Regions from separate parts of the Mus musculus genome. Here regions 2 and 3 are each linked to region 1. The links are chromatin contacts, called in public promoter capture Hi-C maps. All regions are on one chromosome and are shown on one strand. Each heading gives the region's core, a stretch centred on a gene start, on an enhancer-like site or on the middle of the called end of the contact. The rest is flanking DNA. Distances are from core to core; before and after follow the strand shown. Region 1 holds the start of St8sia6 (ST8 alpha-N-acetyl-neuraminide alpha-2,8-sialyltransferase 6). Region 2 holds the start of Cacnb2 (calcium channel, voltage-dependent, beta 2 subunit). Region 3 overlaps Cacnb2 (calcium channel, voltage-dependent, beta 2 subunit).

Region 1 (2,993 bases), core at 327-2,826:
CCCTCTGCGCTCTCTCTCTCTCTCTCTCTCTCTCTCTCTCTCTCTCTCTCTCTCTCTCTCTCTCTCTCTGTGTGTGTGTGTGTGTGTGTGTGTGTGTTGTACATACATGTGTGCGTGCACGTATGTACAGGAACAAAAGCCAGAGGCTGGTATTGAGTGAGGTCTTCTATCACTCTCCACCTTATTGTTTGGCACAGATCCTCCCACTGAACCCTGCCCTAGCTAATTCATCCAACTCAAGTGGGCCATCTCTCCAGCCTCGTGTTGAGGATCAAATCACAGTTGGAGGATAGAGTTTCAACACAGAAACTGGATGTCGACCTATAGCTACGAGAAAAGAAATATTTGAGACAAATAAATGTCAACCATTTACTTGAACAAAGAAGGACTCGTGAATTAGGCAGCACTGGGAAACAGAAGAGGGGATATCTGCCTATCAGTGGGCAGCAAGCTTTTGGTGGGCGGGCACAAAGTCTTAGTAGAGGGATCACCTGATTGGCTACATGTAGGTAACTGACTTTGCGTGGTGTGATGAGTTAGCTGCCTATGATTGGTTGGTGCATTTTTCTCTTATTGGTGAAATTCTCGTGTTCGTTATAATTCCAATTAGGTTCTGGATTAGGCAAGAATTTAAAATCCAGAGATCACCTCCATTGGCAGTAGGCAAATCTGTTTTTCTGAAAAACATTTGGTAAACAATGGTAAACACTTCAGGTTTTGAGAGCTATAGACTCGCAGTCACCACTACTCAATTCTGCCCTTATAAGCAGTCAATCTGTCACACAATCGCATGCTCATCAATAATACAAATTACTGGACACAAAGATGTCCAATAAAACAGTTGTTTTAAAGCAAGCAGAGATGACTCTGGTCAAAGGTGGGTGGACAAATTGCCCTTGAAGATCTCTTGGTAATTTGGTGTCAACTGTCCACGGAACGTCGTGGGAAGGTGCCATGCAATGCCAGTCTACTCAAACGTTACCAAGTTCCTGGCAGCTTTCAGGCACGTGGGAGGATCCAACTGAGCAACCCAGTTTGCAAACTTTTTGAAGTGGGTCCTTTCTGCTCTTCTCTTCAGTCCTCCAGGTTCTAGCTCAGGGCCTCAGCTACATAGCAGAGTCGCAATGTGATTGGGTGGGTCACTTGGGGCCAAGCGCGCACTCGGGCGAAGGTGAGAGCAGCTGAAAAGTTGGAGCCCAATCAGCGCGGAGTTGAGCGCTCATACCCCAACCTTCAGGTGACCCCGCGTGGCGGCGGCGGCAGCAGTAGGCAGAGGCAGCGGCGGCTGCAGCGACCAGAGCCCGCAGCGGCTCCGAGCGCCTCCGGGAGGACAAGCGACGAGCTTGGAGAATCGTCATCCGCTAGCTGTCCGCCAGCTTCGCCAGCTTCGGCGGCCGGGGCTGGCTTGGAAGAAGCGAGCGAGCCCGAACGCGGCTTCTTCGGCTCGGTGCCCAGCAACACTGTTGCAGGCTGGGCTCTGGGCAGCCCCCAGAGTGCGGGCCCGCGCCACCGCCTTTGAACGCTGGGGGTGTGCGTGGCAGCGGCCGCGGTGGCGGCGGCGGCGAAGGCGGTGACCGGAGCGGCGAGTCGGTGCCGCCCGGGCTGCGCTTCGCCCCGGCAGCTTTGGCGGCGAGGACGCCCGTGGCTCAGGATGAGATCGGGGGGCACGCTGTTCGCCCTCATAGGCAGCCTGATGCTGCTGCTCCTCCTGCGTATGCTCTGGTGCCCAGCCGACGCGCCTGCCCGCTCCAGGTAATTCCCCGGCCTCAACTCGCCCCACCTGAAAGGTCCGGTGCGCCCACGCTGTGCTCTGGGTGTTGCTTCCAGGGGACGCCCGGAAAGATCCGGGTGACTGACCACTTTAGACTTTTGACTAAGCAGCTCCTTGAGGGTAGGGTGGAGATCAGGGGTCGCGGAGAGGCGACGCTTGGCCGGATGTCTTGGTTTGAAGTGGAAAGGGACACGTCGGGGTTGGGAGGGCTCCGGATAGTGCCTCTGTGGGCGAGGGAGCTGCAGAGCGGAACCTCCTGAAGAGGTTTCCCGCCAGGCTCCAGGACTCCCCCATTCTACTCCTGGTTTTGTCCTATGGGATTTTTCCTGTCTAACTTCAAGATTAGGGACCCATCCCGGGAGCTGGGGTGCACAAAGATGCTCTGATTACGTCTGGAGTGCAGTGCCCAGTCTGCCAGCCACACTGGCTTCCAACGCGGTGTAATAACTTAGTTTTCTCCCTGGCTGTGCAGGCTGTTGATGGAGGGAAGCAGAGAGGACACCAGTGGTACCTCAGCTGCACTGAAGACACTCTGGAGCCCGACAACCCCGGTACCACGCACCAGGAACAGGTACTAAGGCCACTAGGGACAGATGGACAAGGTCTGGGCAAGACTGCGAGACCCGTGGAACTCACTTGAGCGTTTTGCCTGGATATCTCTGTCTGTCTGTCTCTGTCTGTCTTTGACAGAGAGAGAGAGAGAGAGAGAGAGAGAGAGAGAGAGAGAGAGAGAGAGAGAGAGAGAGAGAGAGAGAGAGACTACGCACATCAACCTTTAAAAACACATCTCTCCATATCGGCTACACTTTCAAAGATGGGTACTGAATTCTGTAGATAAAGGTGTGTGGAAAACCCCAGAGAAGGCACTTGTCTATCTTTACTGAGAGATTTGGTTTGTGGGTTTTGTTTTCTGTTCTTTAAAGTGCATCTGTGTTGAGATCGAAGGAATACAATTCTTCAGTGTGTTTGTCCTGGATGAAAAAGAACTTACATTTCTTCCTTACTGTGGGTGTGTATTAATGTACAGTAATTATTGGATATCTATTATTCTGATTATAGAAATAACACAACTTAATATAGAAAGCCATAGGGGAAATACATAAGAGAATTTAATATTAACTCAGAGCCCAGACCCAGGTATCATTTTCAGGTTAGGACTACTTTATGTCTCTGTAATGTCTATTTCCTATATGTGAAAAGTACATGTGAGATTGTACTTTGT
Region 2 (2,818 bases), core at 246-2,745, 810 kb before region 1:
CACAGTACAGAAATGCTGCTGTCTGTTGCTGTCTACCAGAGCGGCAGCAACATATTTGTGACCTTTTTCGGACCGCCTCACTCCCACCCCTCTACTGCACAGTAAGACCTCGTCCCAGTGTATTTTATGTTATGTATTATTATTCATACAAATATCACAATTTACCATCTGGCAAATATGGACTTGACATGAGCAAGCCAAAGCCATTAAGCAGAGGAGAAATATTCTTCCTGGATTCACCCTAACCTCTTCCCAGCACTCTCCAAGTAGTTCAAGTGTCAGGTTTGAAGGCTTTACCCCAAGAATAAAAGTTGAGGAACTCCTTTCCGCCCAGATCTGGGGGTGTCTGGAATCCCAACTGTACCTGCCAAGGCTTTACGTAAAAGCCACCTTATCACACTCCACGCCTACAACCGACATCTCCTATTTCACAATGAGCAGCAGGACAGAATTTTTCCAGAAACCGCTAATACTCATCAGAGAAAGGAACCCAGGAGCCGCTAGAATGGCATGCCATTTCGGGGTAAACAGAAACAAAAACTTTCTCACCCACAACACTCTGCTCTCTTCTTCCAGCAAAGAAACAAGGGTCCAGGCAAACCCTGGAAAGAGGACAGCTAGCTGAACTGTCTGGGTGGCACAGCGCCCCAGGTGCTGAGGGGGGTTGGGGCTGCTCTCCGGGGAGAAGGCAAGGGGATCCACGCCCACCTTGACCCCTGCATAACACCTCACCTCCCTGCCTAGCTCCCAATAGAGACCACCAGAGGCAGCGGCGGAAACAGCGATGCAGGATGCGGATCCCTTTCCCGCCCGCCCGGACTCACGATCTTGAGCCGGTCCAGTCCACTCGCCTGGTCCATGGCTCTCCATGTGCTTCTCCAGGGCAGGGGCGCGGACAGCCAAGCGGCGTGGCCCGGGAAAAGCCGGGGAGGAGCGGCAGGTCGTCCTCGCCCCTTCCCACTGGCTTTTCAGAAAGCAAAGGGGGCAAAATCAAAAGAAAACAAAACAAAAAAACCCAACCAAACAAACAAACAAAAAAATGGAAGCCGGAGCAGAGCCCGTGGAAGGCGCGCAGGGGCAGGGTCCCCCAGCAGCACCGGGATGGGCGGGAGGAGGTGGCGAAGGAGACCGGAGCAGGAGGGGGAGGCGCGGTTCGCGATGAGGGAGAGGAGGCAGCGGGAGGGACTGAGGTCGGGGCTCTGAGGCTCACAAAGCCAGCAGAAGGCGCGGCGCAGTGGCTACCTGTGCTCCGAGCGCCCCCGCGGGAGCCGCGCTCTCCAGCAGCTCCATCTGGCTCTCCTGCGCCACCGCCGCTACGGGAGGCGACTTGGACGTGTCGCTTTGGACCATCGGCAAAAAGTCGACTCCAAGGCTGCGGGTCCCCTCCTCCACGACCCGGGTCCCCCGCTCCTCTTCGCCCCAGGATCGGAGGCTCTCAGTGCGCGCGACGCCGCTGAAGCATGTTGCAAAGCCTAGACTAGGCGGTGGCGCAGGCACGAGGCTGGGTGGCCGGGGCGAGGGGCGCCAGTTCTTTGGAGCTTCTGGGCCCGCGAGCGGCGGAGGCTGGGACTGCTGGGCGGGCTGGCTCCAGGGAAGGTCCCCGCCAGGAGGAGGGCGCTCCGGGAGCACGAGCCAGGGGGGAGGCGCGTCGGAAAGCGAGAGTGACAAACCACCGCCACTCCGAAAAGTTCTTCGCGGGAGGCGCGGGCCGCGTGGGCTCCGACTCAGCTGCGGCCCGTCGCCGTGGCACTCGCGCTGGAAAGTTTTCGAAGCCACGAAAGCCAGCCAGTCGCAGCTCCCTAGGGAGGTAACTGGCCCAGCTGCTCAGTTCACCTCCTCTTCCTGGAGTCCAGAGGAGGAAAAAGATCCACAGGGTTAGACCCTAAACTGAAACTCTCCATGATTCGAAAAAGGCTACAGACAGACCCCGAACTTCTGCAAAAGCATGAGTGAAAGCACTCGAGGAGTCAGAAAACAAGTGCCAGTGATGAACTAAGACTTCCTCCCACATGGTCCTGACCTGACAATTGGTTCTACTACACCTGTGCCCTAGCTTTTTGGTTTGTGATGGCCTGTTTTGTTTTTGTTGTCTTTGCTAGGAGCTTGTCTTTGCTAGCAGACTATATCGTTCCCGCCCCCAGCGCACCCCCTCCCCGCAGTTGAGAAGTCTTAGTGTAACCGTTGAGACAAAAATAAGCAGGTTTTTAAGGACCCCGAAATTCTTGGTAAGAGGGTAAAACCGGAATAATGGTTCGCTTGTAGTTGGATGGGTGGAGAGGTAGGGAGGAGATGGAGGAGGGGAACCATGATCAGAGTACATTGTGTGAGCTTTCAATTAAAAACAAAGAAACTAAAAGGAGGGGAGGGGAAGAGGGGCACGGGGAGGAGGGGGACGATGAGAAGGAGAAGAAGGAGTGGGGAGGAGGAAGAGGAGGGAGAGGAGGAGGAGGAGGAGGAGGAGGAGGAGGAGGAGGAGGAGGAGGAGAAGGAATTATTTTCCGTTCTAGTATTGCTCATAAGACGCTGCTTTGCTTTGACAACCTTTCTTGCACTGAAAAAAAAATCTACATACAAATTTTCTAGGTAGCACTCACCGAGCAGAAACAAAGTATAACAGTTGTGCAAGCTGAAATACACACAGAGACCTTTTACTAAGGTAAACTTTGTATACTGTGTTTGACTATGATGATGAAATACAGTACCGTGTTCTTCTTAAACTGAGCTGTTTTCATTAAGCAGATGTCTACCATACACTGGATTGAGCCAGAATTTTTTTGTTTTTGTTTTTAAAGGAAGGAAAAAAAAAAAAACAGATCTC
Region 3 (2,978 bases), core at 212-2,711, 840 kb before region 1:
CCTACCATATCCTTAAACCTTTAAAACAGTGAATCAAAGTCAATTTTGATCCTCTTTATTATTTCTCTCTCATATATTTGTAACAGAAGAAAATCATACCAATTCACAATTTATCTGCGAAGATATATTTTCACAGGTTCATGTAGGCACATTAGCAGTCCATTTGTTCTTAGAAAGAGAAGAGCACAGAATACGTTGTATAAGCCTAGAAGGGTTCCAATGGCATTCCCTAAGCTATATCTAAGACTCGGTATTTTCATAAGCCATCCCAAGGAAACTGAGAACACATCAACATGTTCATTCATTCTCAAAATAGAACAGATATCAGTTCTGCTCCTATCCTGTGTCCGTTCATTCTTTCTCTGGAAACAGTCCTCTGAGAAAAGGCTCCTCTCCTTAAATTTAGTTCATGTGACTTGTATACAACTGATCCCTCAGTGAGCTCACAGTTGAGGCCTGGCCTAAGACTAGATGAAACCAAAACTGTGGAAAAATAATTTTCAAATTAAGCCTTTGAGTTGGACCACAAAGATGCCCTAGATAGCCTACTCATAAAGCTCCTGGAAACCAGCTGGCTACCACCTAAAGTAAGGACTAAAACCAACATGGAAGAAAACAGAAGGCAGCTATGGAATTCCAGGAGGTGCTTAATGACATATGAGCCACTCTGCTGGCGTCACCTAGGCTTTTCAGTCCAGTGATGCCATAAATGTCCTTATCACCCAAGCCTCCCTCAGGCAGTCATGTTTGTGGTCTCTGGCAACAGATGTGACCTAGAGTCCTCTTTTAAGAATATCAGCATAGAGAATCTTTGAGAGAATATGTTCAAAGTGAGAGGAATGGCTTCCATAAATGTGTGAGCATGGAGCCAACATGTTGATGGAAGAGCTTAGACTTCCCCACAAAAAGTTCATTGACATTCTGCCTTATCAAAATAAACATCTATTCGAAAGCTTGCAATTATCACCTGGTATACTCTATACTGAAGAGTAACAAAGTTAGAGAACTTTATATTATCACAGGGCTCATACAATACTGTCTCTTATCCCAATTCTCTATACTTCATTTTAAGATAAACTACATTAGAAAAGAAAACCACCAACAACAACAATAATAAAAACTCCTGGTAAGAGAAAAGAATCTCTGGCCTCATGGAAACCTAACTAGAACTAACCAGCTAGGATGCTCAACCATCTTGGTTAAGGGCCCACACATGGGAAATGGGCTCATCTTAAACTATGCTAAAGAGACAGGTGTATAATTGTTGATTTAGTGAGAGAATGTACTTTTCCTTATTGAATTCCTGTCCCTACACCAGACGCTTAACAACTGCTACTATGAGTATTGGTTCTACTTCTGTCTGGTTTCTGAGTTCCCAAGAAAAGCCTAACTTCCTCTTCTCTCTGTATCTTTTCTAGTGTGTTTTCTCAACAATTGGGGCTCCCCCTAACACTCTGGGCTTCCTTCCTCTTTCTCTGAGGCCCCCCTCCCTGCCCTGTGGTTGCTTGTTCACCAGCCTTATGCCAGCTTAACCTAGCATGGGTCTTTCCTTCTCTTCTCCAGCCACTTCCTCAGGCAGCTGCTAGAGTTTTACAGCATGTCTGCCCTGAGGTTTTTCTCTTAACTGCTAATAAAATTGTTGTTGAGCTTCAATCTTAGCCTGTTCTTATGTCCATTTACTAATGATACTAAAAGCCCTGAAGGAGGCCCTGATTTTCTCTGTATCAATCTAAGTAAAAAGGCCATTCTTTTTCTGAACTGTACATATACATACATACATACATACATACATACATATATATATATATATATATTCATTTTATAATCATAAAGAAAATTATAGATCTAAACATAAAACCGATAGCTTGATGTAGTAATGCCAGCCTTTTATCCCAGCATTTGGGAGTCCGAGTCAGGTAGATCTCTGCAAATTCAAGGCTAATGTGGTCTACATATGGAGTTCTAGGTTAGCCAGTGCTACACAGAGAGACCCTGTCTCAGAAACAAACAAAACTCAACAATTATAAAACCCCAGAGAATAATTGTAGAGATTTTAAGTTGAATGACCTGGTAGTGCTTTAATGAACGACTGATTATATACAAGACTTCTTCAGTTTAGAAACCAATGTGTATACCATTTCTGACCATCTTTAAGTTAAACGTATTTTTAAAATACATGAGAAACCTATAATAAGGAGAAGGAACCAGTTATTAAACTACCACAAAATGCAATTATTTGAACACTCCTTATTTTTGTTAAAATTCTATGGTATTGCAGCTAAGGTTAGTACAATAAAATTATTTGGGGCTGGTCTGGGTACCTATCATTTGTGATGAACATTTAAAACAACTGTTGTGAATAAACCACCCCCCCCCCAAAGAAAAACCAAAAACAATTGCTTTGAAAATTTTCTTGACTGTGTATCCAATACAGAAGGAAAAAAGAAACCTAAGGGTGAACACATTCAGAGGTCTTTGCAATGAAACAAAGCAGCCAAATTAATACACTTGTCCTGTGTGAACCTGCCATGGTTAAAACATTCACAAGGATTTTATATTGGGGAAAATAATACAGTCGCTTTTCAAAGCGGATTCTTTGGATCTAACAACTATCTGTTAACTGGCTGAGGCCACACTCTACATACTGTATCACAAAAGAAGGCCCACTGACTAAAGGTGCCCCACTCTTGCTTTCAAGTGGAAGAAAACATACATATTAGGGCTGGGAGACAGTTCTGGAAGTGGGATGTTTGTTGTACAAGCATGAGGTTCTGAGTTAGACTTCCAGAACCCACATGAAAAATCATAAAAATGAAAACCAGCCAGAAAGAAGAGCAGGTGTAGCCTAGAAAGAAAAGCCAGCCTAGCCTATACCATGACTTCTGAGCCAGTGAGAGACTATGTCTTCAAAAAACAAGATAGACAGCATCTGAGGAATGGCATTTGAGGTCATACTCTGGCCTTTACTCACGTGAGTG

What was found. Promoter capture Hi-C pulls out the DNA fragments that hold promoters and counts their contacts.
Region 2: a promoter capture Hi-C map of embryonic stem cells shows a contact between it and region 1, with 2.9 times the contacts expected there. The contact joins the promoter of Cacnb2 here to the promoter of St8sia6 in region 1. A contact is called at or near these places in 2 of 39 promoter capture datasets (embryonic stem cells and neural stem cells), 1 of 484 Hi-C or Micro-C datasets (embryonic stem cells) and 4 of 115 datasets of contacts at active chromatin or transcription factors (astrocytes, embryonic stem cells and pro-B cells).
Region 3: a contact with region 1 is called in a promoter capture Hi-C map of pre-B cells, with 2.3 times the contacts expected there. The contact joins the enhancer-like site here to the promoter of St8sia6 in region 1. A contact is called at or near these places in 4 of 39 promoter capture datasets (the C10 cell line, liver and pre-B cells) and 2 of 115 datasets of contacts at active chromatin or transcription factors (embryonic forebrain and large pre-B cells).

What each region holds. Positions count from the first base shown.
Region 1 is chr2:13,792,103-13,795,095 of GRCm38.p6, reverse strand. It overlaps St8sia6 (ST8 alpha-N-acetyl-neuraminide alpha-2,8-sialyltransferase 6), which reads left to right and starts at 1,576. Exons shown (of 8, transcript NM_145838.1): 1 at 1,576-1,752; 2 at 2,244-2,342. The coding sequence starts at 1,652.
Region 2 is chr2:14,602,983-14,605,800 of GRCm38.p6, reverse strand. It overlaps Cacnb2 (calcium channel, voltage-dependent, beta 2 subunit), which reads right to left and starts at 1,495. Exons shown (of 14, transcript NM_023116.4): 1 at 1,243-1,495. The coding sequence starts at 1,350. Gm32741 (a long non-coding RNA gene) reads left to right here and starts at 1,216. Exons shown (of 4, transcript XR_374017.4): 1 at 1,216-2,225; 2 at 2,584-2,656.
Region 3 is chr2:14,630,279-14,633,256 of GRCm38.p6, reverse strand. The region is part of intron 2 of Cacnb2 (calcium channel, voltage-dependent, beta 2 subunit); the gene reads right to left. Among named protein-coding and RNA genes, the nearest start is that of Gm32741, 27 kb to the right of the region's middle. Within about 2 kb of position 1,461, at least 88 of the 459 cell types and tissues checked have an H3K27ac peak or open chromatin away from gene starts, as enhancers often do. A contact at or near this core is called in pre-B cells, where this site is marked.